Regions from separate parts of the Callithrix jacchus genome. Here region 2 is linked to region 1. The links are chromatin contacts, called in public Hi-C maps. All regions are on one chromosome and are shown on one strand. The core of a region is the stretch at or near the end of the contact, and the rest is flanking DNA. Distances in the headings are between cores, read along the strand shown. Region 1 overlaps MBNL1 (muscleblind like splicing regulator 1). Region 2 overlaps MBNL1 (muscleblind like splicing regulator 1).

Region 1 (4,983 bases), core at 2,448-4,947:
CGCTCTCGTGCAAGTTGCTGTGTCCCTAGACTTTCGCTGCTCCGAACAAACAATCCATAGTTTTTCTGTAGTCAGACGAGCAGACAAGGTTTCAAGTTATCATATGTAACTGTCATAATCTCTTTGAAGAAATTAAAACTTATTTTTGTCAGTTTATTTTATTGGCTAAAACATTACCATGAGAAATGACAGTTTTGGCTAGACCGATGGTAGTGAGTTATCTCGATTGTTCACAGTCAGTTTCAGACTTAACTCCTCTACTCACTCCCCTCTTCTTGCTACCACACTTGGCTAGTCTTTTAAAAATGTGATAGTTTCTCTACTAAAGTCTAAAAAACAAATCTATGCTATTTAAAGAAATCGGAAATAATCTATTTTATCAAATAGGTTTCACATTTGTTTTTTTAACATTCAAATGATTATAGTTTTTTTCCTAAATAAGAGTAACCATCAGTCGTATGGTATGATGACCCTTATTTGTGATACTAGTATCTCCCTAGAATAGTTTTTTTGTCTGTGGATAGAACCAAAGATGGTAGGTAAAGGTCAAATTAGGAAAATAATAAACTCGTTCATAAATCAGAATCATACTTGTCTCTCTGTTCTAGGTTAAGCACTGCTAATTTAAACAAAATCTTCATTAATTGAAATATGCTGAAAATATTAAGATATATTTGCATTTATTGCAATGCGTTTTGCATCAGAGATATTCCATTCTTTATCAATATTTTTCAAATATAAGCCAGGCATGGTGGCTCCCTCGCCTGTAATCCCAGCACTTTGGGTGGTGTCTCACTTGAGGTCAGAAGTTTGAGACCAGCCTGGCCACCAGCATGGTGAAACACTGTCTCTACTAAAAAGGCAAAAATAAGCCAGACGTGGTGGCACATGCCTGTAATCCCAGCTACTCGGGTGGCTGAGGGAGGAGAATCACTTGAACCCAGAAGGCAGAGGTTGCAGAAAACTGAGATCATGCCACTGCACTCCAGCCTGGGTGACAGAGCAAGACTCATCTCTAATAAATAAATAAATAAAATTATGTGTGTGTGTGTGTGTGTGCGCGCGCGTGCGTGCACACACGTGCATGCACACCCACATACACACATATATATTTCTCAAATATAATCAATATAATATTAGTATCATAAAATAACATTTATTTGCAACTTAGTTTTAACGGCCTGAAGCAGCAGGTTGACCTTTATTAATCACATAATCAGAAGTAAGTAGTGACTCCATGATTATTTACAAGTATTTTCATTATATAATATGTACCTGTGTGCAAAAAATTGACCCTATGGCATGAAAAGGTTAAAAGGGATAAGTCATCGTTATTTCTGCCCCACCACTTTGTCAGACAGTCAGAAAGGAAAAAAGTCTAATGCAGGGAATGTAAATGCAAAAGCCTCAGGGTTCAGGAAGGAAACACAAGTGAAGCAAGAAACAAATTGGGAGCTGTGGGATCTGGGAGGCACAGGGGAGCACAGGCTCAGGCTAAAAGAGTATTGTCAATGTTCAGACTTTGCCTTTCTCGCCTCAAAGGATTGTCTGCCTGGGCAGGTTGTACCTGGTGTACTACAAACCCTTTGTAGCACCATTTACATCATAGTCTATGTAAACCACAGTTGATTATGTATATACCTCGTAGGGTTGGTTATACAAACCTGCACAACCTAACACAGTAGCCCTGATATACAGTGCTGCTGTGTCTGATTTTTTTCCCCAGATATTCTGGACATCTGTGTGCTTATATGTGAAATTTCTCAATATTTAAATTTCTGTGATTAATTCAGATTTTTAAGAACACCCTTTGAGAACTAAAGGAAATCTTACTACAAATTCACAAATGATCTATGTCTAATACCTGGGAGAAAAGGAATTTCATTTTCCAAAGTTTGGTTGTTCTGCAGACAAATAATACAGAAGAATGATATGATCAAGGAATTAGATAGTATCACAGTATAATAATTTGGAAGGTATGCTCTGAAGATTTTATTGGGACTAGGAAGAAAATGGAATTCTTTTAGTTTTTCACAGCTCAAATTTTAGAGATCTATAGTCTGTTTATTCAATGATGATTCTGATATGTAGACCTATTTTATTCAAATTACAGTGAAGCATGATTAGCTAAATTCTTAAAGCAGGTGACTGCGTATACAGAGTAGGTTGTTGGCAAAAGATCAGGGCAGTGACAAGCCAGCCAGCTAGCTAAGAAAAATTACTACATACTTTAAGAACATAATTGGATTTACTATGGACATTACCCATCTAATCATCATTCAGCCATCTATCCATTCATCCTCCTATCATTCTGTCCTCCCATCTTCTTTCCTCATTTATCCTTGTTTCCTTCCTCCCTTCCTCTATTCTTCCATTTTCCATCCATCTATTCATCCACCCATTTATCTATTCACCCATATTTCCATTTATTCAGTAATAAATATTGGTGTATGCCACATAGTATACCAGTATTTATGTGAAGGATTGCAAATTCATGGCCCAAGGGTAAAATCTAGTATCTAGAAATATTTTTGTTTGTTTAAGAGTGTTTAAATGAAAACTAAATGTAAATCCTTTAGATCGACACGTACTGTACCCTTCGGTTCCAAGCCTACAATTCCCTATTACCTTAGGCCAAGTTTTTTCACACATTTTGTCCAAAAGAGCCACTTTTTATTGAATGGTTGCTCTGGTTCCATGCTACACTGAGTGCGTTGTGCACATTATCTCATTTTTTTATAACACCAAAAAGGTTGGCATTAATATTTTCATTTTACCAATGAGTAATTTGAATCCTAATGAGGTACAGTGATTTGTCCCAAGTTAAATGACTTTTATAAGGTTTAGATTTAAGTATAACTTGAAGTCAAGTCAGGCTGGCCTGGGTTAGTCTCCCAATATCTATGAGCTTATTACACGAACACCTTAAAAATAATTTGGGAGAGTGGAAGTAGCCCTTACTGATCACCTAACTCCATGGTGTTTTACACCTTCCACCTCATTTAAAGATAAATAAGTATTAGGTTAAATTCATACTGAAGTTTTGTTTTTTCAAATTTAGATATATACTTGTTTTAACCTTCCCTTTTCAGGGCCAGATTGATTATTTGGAGATATTATGCATAATTTAGAATCTATTTATGTTACAGGTATAAATTTTCACTCATGAAATTAGGGTGTATAAGAAATACCACTTTCAGGCCGGGCACAGTGGCTCAAGCCTGTAATCCCAGCACTTTGGGAGGCCGAGGCGGGTGGATCACAAGGTCAACAGATCGAGACCATCCTGGTCAACATGATGAAACCCTGTCTCTACTAAAAATTACAAAAAATTAGCTGGGCATGGTGGCGCGTGCCTGTAATCCCAGCTACTCAGGAGGCTGAGGCAGGAGAATTGCCTGAACCCAGGGGGCGGAGGTTGCGGTGAGCCGAGATTGCGCCATTGCACTCCAGCCTGGGTAACAAGAGCGAAACTCCGTCTCAAAAAAAAAAAAAAAAAAAAAAAAAAGAAATACCACTTTCCCTTACATAATTTTTTCCCTTGAAATTAAATTAAGTCTAGCTCTGATCTCTAATCTCCATCTCCCTGGGTTGAGAGAGAAATTAAATTAAGTCTAGCTCTGATCTCTAATCTCCATCTCCCTGGGAATCCAGGACTCCATCCCCCAGCCCCTCTCTCTCCTGACCTTACTTTGAGTGAGGTCTTGTGCAGTCTGGTATTCTCAGACAGGCTATGTATTCTTCATTCTTCATTCCTCAGTCACCACTGCTCACTACTGATAAGATCATTGCCTATGCTTACAAGAGCTCTCAGGCAGGTACTCTGAGGGTTCTGTGCTTGCCTTGGGTATAGGCTTCCTTGTCCTATGTACTGCAGGCTTCCGTGCCCTTGAAGGCCTGCTGTCTGTAGGGCTGTTGTGAAAGAACAGGCTACCTACCCAGCTACCTGTGGAGCTGCACACTGCCTACCACTTCAATCTTGAGGCACTTTTTTCTCTGCCCTACATGACCACTTTTGCCTTCTTACCATCGTCAGAAGCACACCTCTCACATATCTCCCTCTCTTGCATATCTCCCTCAATCAAGGTTGGCTTATGAGTTGTAACAGTTCTAAAAATACATTTGCTTTAAACAAATTCTACTTTGGCTTGTATTACAATTACAACCCCACCAAGAATAGCAACAAACGCCAGGAAACTTTCTTAGGTGGTGGTGTGTAGGTATAAGGGTGGGGATAGGCGGGGCTGTGTTTATAGAAAGAAGAGAAACAAAAAGATTTGTCACATTTAGTGTCATTAATAAATATAGTCATTCATAGTTATATATTAATTATTTATAATAAAATAAAGAAAGTACTGTTTGTTTGGATACCAATTTTGAGAATAATCCAACTGATTGTTAACTTTTAGTTTTAAAATGATATACACTGTTTTTAGTAGATCTTAATCAGCTTAACACTTATAATCAACCTAAATAGGCCTGAAGTATTACATCAAAATTCTAACTTCCAACTAAATCTTTATTATAATTCTTTTTCTCTCTTCTACTTATTTCCCTTCTACTTCAAGTAATTTTAACTATGCATACATCTTATTTGTAAGTTTTTATCCTAGTTTTTCCTACATTTTCATACATATCAATTAAAATTTTTTATTTAAAGAGTTGTGCAATGAAAATAACACATTTCTTAGAAATACACCATTCTGCTCTGCAGATATCGTTGTAGGGAAAATTGGAAATTGACAAATACATTCACTTAAATTTTGCTTTGTGCTGAAAATTGAGGAAAAATTTAAATTGGCCATTTGCACATTATTATTAGTAAATCAACCCATGTAAAGATGGGAATTACGGTCATTTCAAAAGTGATTTCGTTTTTGGTAAGTGGGTCCTACAGCATTATGTCCTCATATTTGTGAGTTACTGCACCCTGGCTAGTATTATCATTGCTGCCCTTATGTTTATTTGCTGCAAATCCCTTTC
Region 2 (4,853 bases), core at 1,852-4,351, 150 kb before region 1:
GTAAGAAGTGATATCAATGTTATTATTACTTAAATAAACTTATTTTGAAGTGATTACGTTTTTATTTATTTCTTGAAAGAAACAGTAAATTTGGGAGAAAATCATTTAGTCTTTTCATGCCCTAGTTTCTAAATCTGTGACATTATAAAGGTGTAAATAATTGTGAAAATAGTAGAAGTTGCCACTTGCTGTATACTTTTAAATAAGGTATCTCATTTAATCTTTTCTACAGCTGTAAAGTAGGCCTTATGACTTTTATCGTAAAGCTCATGACTAGAACAATTTTTTCATTTGCAGAGATATGAGGCTTGTTATTTTGTTTATTCCAGTGTTCCTGTTTTTAACCAATTTTTCTTGTCTTGCCTCCACTGATTACATACAAAGAATAGTGATGAGAATATAGCTGTAATAATGACTACTAACATTTTTGAATACTTTCTGTGTGCCAAGCTGAGGTTTATAAATTAATTCATGTATTACTCAGAAAACCCTACGAGATAGGTACTATTAATATCCTGATTTTGCAGGCGGGGGAACTGAGGCACAGACAAGTCCAGTTAATTGTGCAAAGGTGCTTAATTAGTAAGTAGCACAATAAGGAGTTGAACCAAGGTAGTCCAGTTTTAGAATTCATGCTCCTATGTAAAAGAACAAAAACAGATTTTAAAAGTACTTATTTTGGTTACTGATAGGAGCTTGACAACATAAATGTTTGGAATACTTTAAAAGACTTGTACTTTCTACAGCATTTGCGGAGACTCCAGAAGAATGGGCAGAAAATAAGAAGATAGAGAGAAAAGGCCTGTGTGTGTCGGGGGGGCGGGGGCGGTGGTGGTGGGAGGCATTAGTAGGATAGGAGGAAATGAGGAATCAGATGTGCAGGGGAGATTGGTGCTACACTTTCGATGTGGTTGTTGAGCAGGTAGTAAGTTTAATAATAAATAGTACGGAATAAACAGATATTTGGTGTTTAGGGCAGTAACCTTATAGGAGCTGTGTTTTGGGGACATTTTATAGGGGAAGAATAGGACACATATAGGATGAAGTAGAGATTGTGGTCATACAGAACAGAGATGCAGGACTAAATGAGGGGAATGGCCCTAGAATGAAAAGGAGGACATGCATGCTGGGAGAAATGTGGTAAGTTTAGGCTGCATAGGATGTAGAAGCTGACTGGATATGGATATTAAAGGCAATGGGGGTATTAACAATTATTTTCAAAATACAGTAAGAATTTTAAAGACTTTTTATTGATAAAAATATTTAACAATTATATATTAAAATGTCAGTAAGGGAAAACATTTAAAATTACATTTTATCAGGGAATATACCTTGATTAAATAGAAGATACATGTTAATTTCTTAAAACATTTCATTTCTATGCCAAGCTCTTTTAAAGCACTAAATGGTGACCTATAGGTCACCAAATTCTTTTGTCCCAAATTGGTAATTTTAAAGTAAACCTAATTTCAACTTTAGGCACATTTTGTTATTTGCTGAGAAATGTCTCAGTGTCAACCAGGCAGTTCTCCTCTCTTATTAAATTCCATGCTCAGAATGCCTGTGTAACCTATCCTTAGTGATAAACAAGGTGGCAGATAGATACATGATAAAACAAGTTTGCAATGTGCTCAATGTGGCTGACATTTATACTTCTCAGACCATGCTATTTTAGGGAAGGTATCAGTATAACCAGGACATTCTTTTTCTTGTATCTAAAAATCCTTAATAATCAGTCACTATTATAAACAGAATGATTTACTTACAGAAATCAATAAACAGTTGCATTTGGTTAATGGTTATCTGGAGTTAGGAGGACAGTTATATTTCAAATAAAATAGAAAGCTTTACTGGAATACTTACAGGTCTTTTTAGTTTGAGGACCTTACAAGCTTTTTAAAAATAAATGGTTTAAAATAGTTTAAACAGAAAATGTCCGAACAATGATAGATTGTTTTATTTCGTATATAGCAAAAAATTTCCATAAAATCAAGACAGTTTTCAAGAAAAAGATTTTATTTATAAATAACAACTTATGAGTTAGATTGCCTATGTCCACAAATATACAGAAATTGCACTATTTATGTCTTTAAATACAGTATGTTTCTATCAAGCTAGAGAATAATGTAGACAGTATTTTATTTTGCCTTTGTTAGTATTATGTGAAAGTCACACTTATTACACGCTTTTTTCTATTATTAGACTTTTTTTTCCTATCTAGTTTTTGCCTTGTGCTATAAAGATACGGTATGGTGAAAATCTGTTTAGCTATATCATTAAAATAATGCTTAGAAAAGACTAATTTTTAAGTCACTAAGATTAAACAGTATCTGGCATTCTTTGCCATCTCTATTATTCTGTCATTGAGCTAATTTCAATGAGACAAATTTATTCTAAGTTATTTTGAGCCATTATTTAAACTTCACTGCTGTAACATTCAGGGAAAAACTGCATTGTCTACCTAGTGGCATTCAGATGAGGCATTGGGTCTTAGGTACCGCATCCAAAATACTTTTAAGAGATTTGATAAACATAGTAAAAGTGAAAAACAGAGGATGGAAGAAAATCTTTGATTCAGTAGTAGACGCTCTCTGAGGCATTGCATGAACTTTCCAAAAAATCATTTGAGAAGTGCCTAACAATAGAAAAATACATACTTCAATAGGAAAGACTATAGAAAACCGTACTCAAGTAGTATTCTGCCTAATGCTTTCTGGAGGATCATATTTGCTGAAAATTGCCTGTGGCAAATGACTATCTCAGAGTGATATAGTTTTGAGGACTTAGATTTTAAAAGCAAATATTTTATTGGGAACAATTAATTTAGGAAGAATAGTATTATGCCTATTCCTCATAATTGGTTAAAATTTACTAAGTGCTGAGGTCTTTTTCCTTATTACTTTACCATGTTAGATCATAGAGGAATCAGTTCATCCTTTGTGTTTTGCTCAATAATCAAATAACATATTTTGAGCACGCTTAAAGTCAAAGGATTGTAGTAGGTCACAAGAGGGGGATCGAAAGTATAATTACATAGTGTCTTTCCTTCTTTGACTTCTAACTGAGTTGGGGAGAAATACTTGAAAAGTTAACAATGCAAGGCACTATACAAGTTAGTACCAAAGGAGGAAAGTCAAAGAGGGAAGGAAATTCAACGAAGGAAGTTTTTGTGGAACTGAATGGCCAGGGAATGCTGTGTGGAAGGGGGGGCATCTGGGATAGGCCCAGAGATAAAGCACTCTTTTCAGAATATGCAGTGGCATAGTAAGAACAAGGTGGAAGTAATGATGAAAGCTACCATATTTGAGTGTCTTTTCTATGTGAGTTCTTGCCAGTTTATATTCTTTTTGGAAAAACATGAGTGAAGACAAACAGCTTGGTAATAATAGAAGACAATGAATGAATTGAGCCTGTGAGGCAGGAATCATCATCCTCTTAGAGAACACAGATTTAGAGAAGTTAGCTTATTTGCCTAAATCCACGTAACTGGTGATCAGCCGAACTGAACCAAAGGCAGATATTTTCATACTTCAAAACCAGCATTCCCCACCCCCAGTCCCATCCCATGATTCTGTTGGGAATGAGTGTGGCATGTTTATGACACAGTAGTTTTAAAACTTCCCCTATACAACAACTGACATAAGTCAAGAAGATAGAAATTTTATTTAAAAGGCTGTCAAAGGTATTTTCATCTTTTTGCTTTGATGTTGGATTACAAATGGCGTATAGTTCAACAAATGCTTATACTCTGTTTCTTGGACTTGTAAAAACAAAAATAAAACAAAATAGGCCCCCCATCTTCAGCAGATATAATATGGGGTTGCAGTATCATGCTGTGTTACAACAATGCATTTGGCAGTAGGTAGACCCATTTGGGATTCCGTCAGGGGAAGCTTTGTGAAGTTCAAAGACAATGTACTTTCTCACCAATAATATAATGGTATAAAATTTTCACCAAGAAATGATAGGGCAAAAGTTTATTGATCATGGTTGTTTGATTATTTTATGCTCTCATGCTATATCATCTTTATACATCAGTCTGTGCTGTCTGTAACTTTACTTGTGACATAGCCTGTGACTTTAAAAGATAAGCTACTAATTGTGGACTTGTGCTGTTGGAGAAATGTCACTTTGCTGACAAATTCCTCTCTTCATAGAGCTATTTAGAACATACAGCAAATAAAAGTATGTGTTTTTAGAGAAAAATGTATATAAAATGAAAGTCTTTGCTTTGCTTTTGGCTGCAAAAGAAAGCATCCTTATTTAGCAAATATTGAGTGCAGTGCCAATGTTCTACCTGTCATGGTATACCCTTTGGAGAATAAAGAGGTAAGATGTGCCTGTTCTCAAAGTAATTTCCAGTATAGTGATAGAAATATTCACAAATAATGGATGGGAAAAACAAAGTGGGCACAAAGAAGCCAAGAATAGGCTGTTTGTGGGCAGTGTGTGGAATTTGCCTAAAACCATTTGGTAGACCTATTAACTCTTTAGTTTGTGTATCTTGGAGAAAAGACAAAATCAACTCATAATTATTAAAATGATTTGACTCCATATGTAAACCATTTAGTTTTTCTGTTCAAGTATTTGATAAATAAGCACGATGCTACCATAGTATCATCCTGGACTAGACAGAATAAATTATTTCTGATGCTGACACTTTTGGAGAAAGGAGGGGACATACAGTTCATCTGAATCTTCCTCATGCTAAATTCCTGATTGGGAGCAGGTTAAAACATTCAGGATTGGTAACCAGGTTTCAGTGCTTACAACTTTTATGTAATCAGGAAAAAAAAAAATCAATGGGAGAGAGGTGAGTTGTATTTAACTTTAAGGACAAAGGGTTTTAAATA

Evidence for each region. A called contact is a pair of places that touch in the nucleus more often than the background predicts.
Region 2: a Hi-C map of skeletal muscle shows a contact between it and region 1, with 4 times the contacts expected there. The contact joins two enhancer-like sites. A contact is called at or near these places in 2 of 3 Hi-C or Micro-C datasets (both in skeletal muscle).

The regions. Positions count from the first base shown.
Region 1 is chr17:32,884,880-32,889,862 of calJac240_pri, reverse strand. The region is part of intron 7 of MBNL1 (muscleblind like splicing regulator 1); the gene reads left to right. Among named protein-coding and RNA genes, the nearest start is that of MBNL1, 160 kb to the left of the region's middle. Within about 2 kb of position 3,697, at least 1 of the 16 cell types and tissues checked has an H3K27ac peak or open chromatin away from gene starts, as enhancers often do. A contact at or near this core is called in skeletal muscle, where this site is marked.
Region 2 is chr17:33,038,154-33,043,006 of calJac240_pri, reverse strand. All of the region lies in intron 1 of MBNL1 (muscleblind like splicing regulator 1), which reads left to right. Among named protein-coding and RNA genes, the nearest start is that of MBNL1, 9.1 kb to the left of the region's middle. Within about 2 kb of position 3,101, at least 2 of the 16 cell types and tissues checked have an H3K27ac peak or open chromatin away from gene starts, as enhancers often do. A contact at or near this core is called in skeletal muscle, where this site is marked.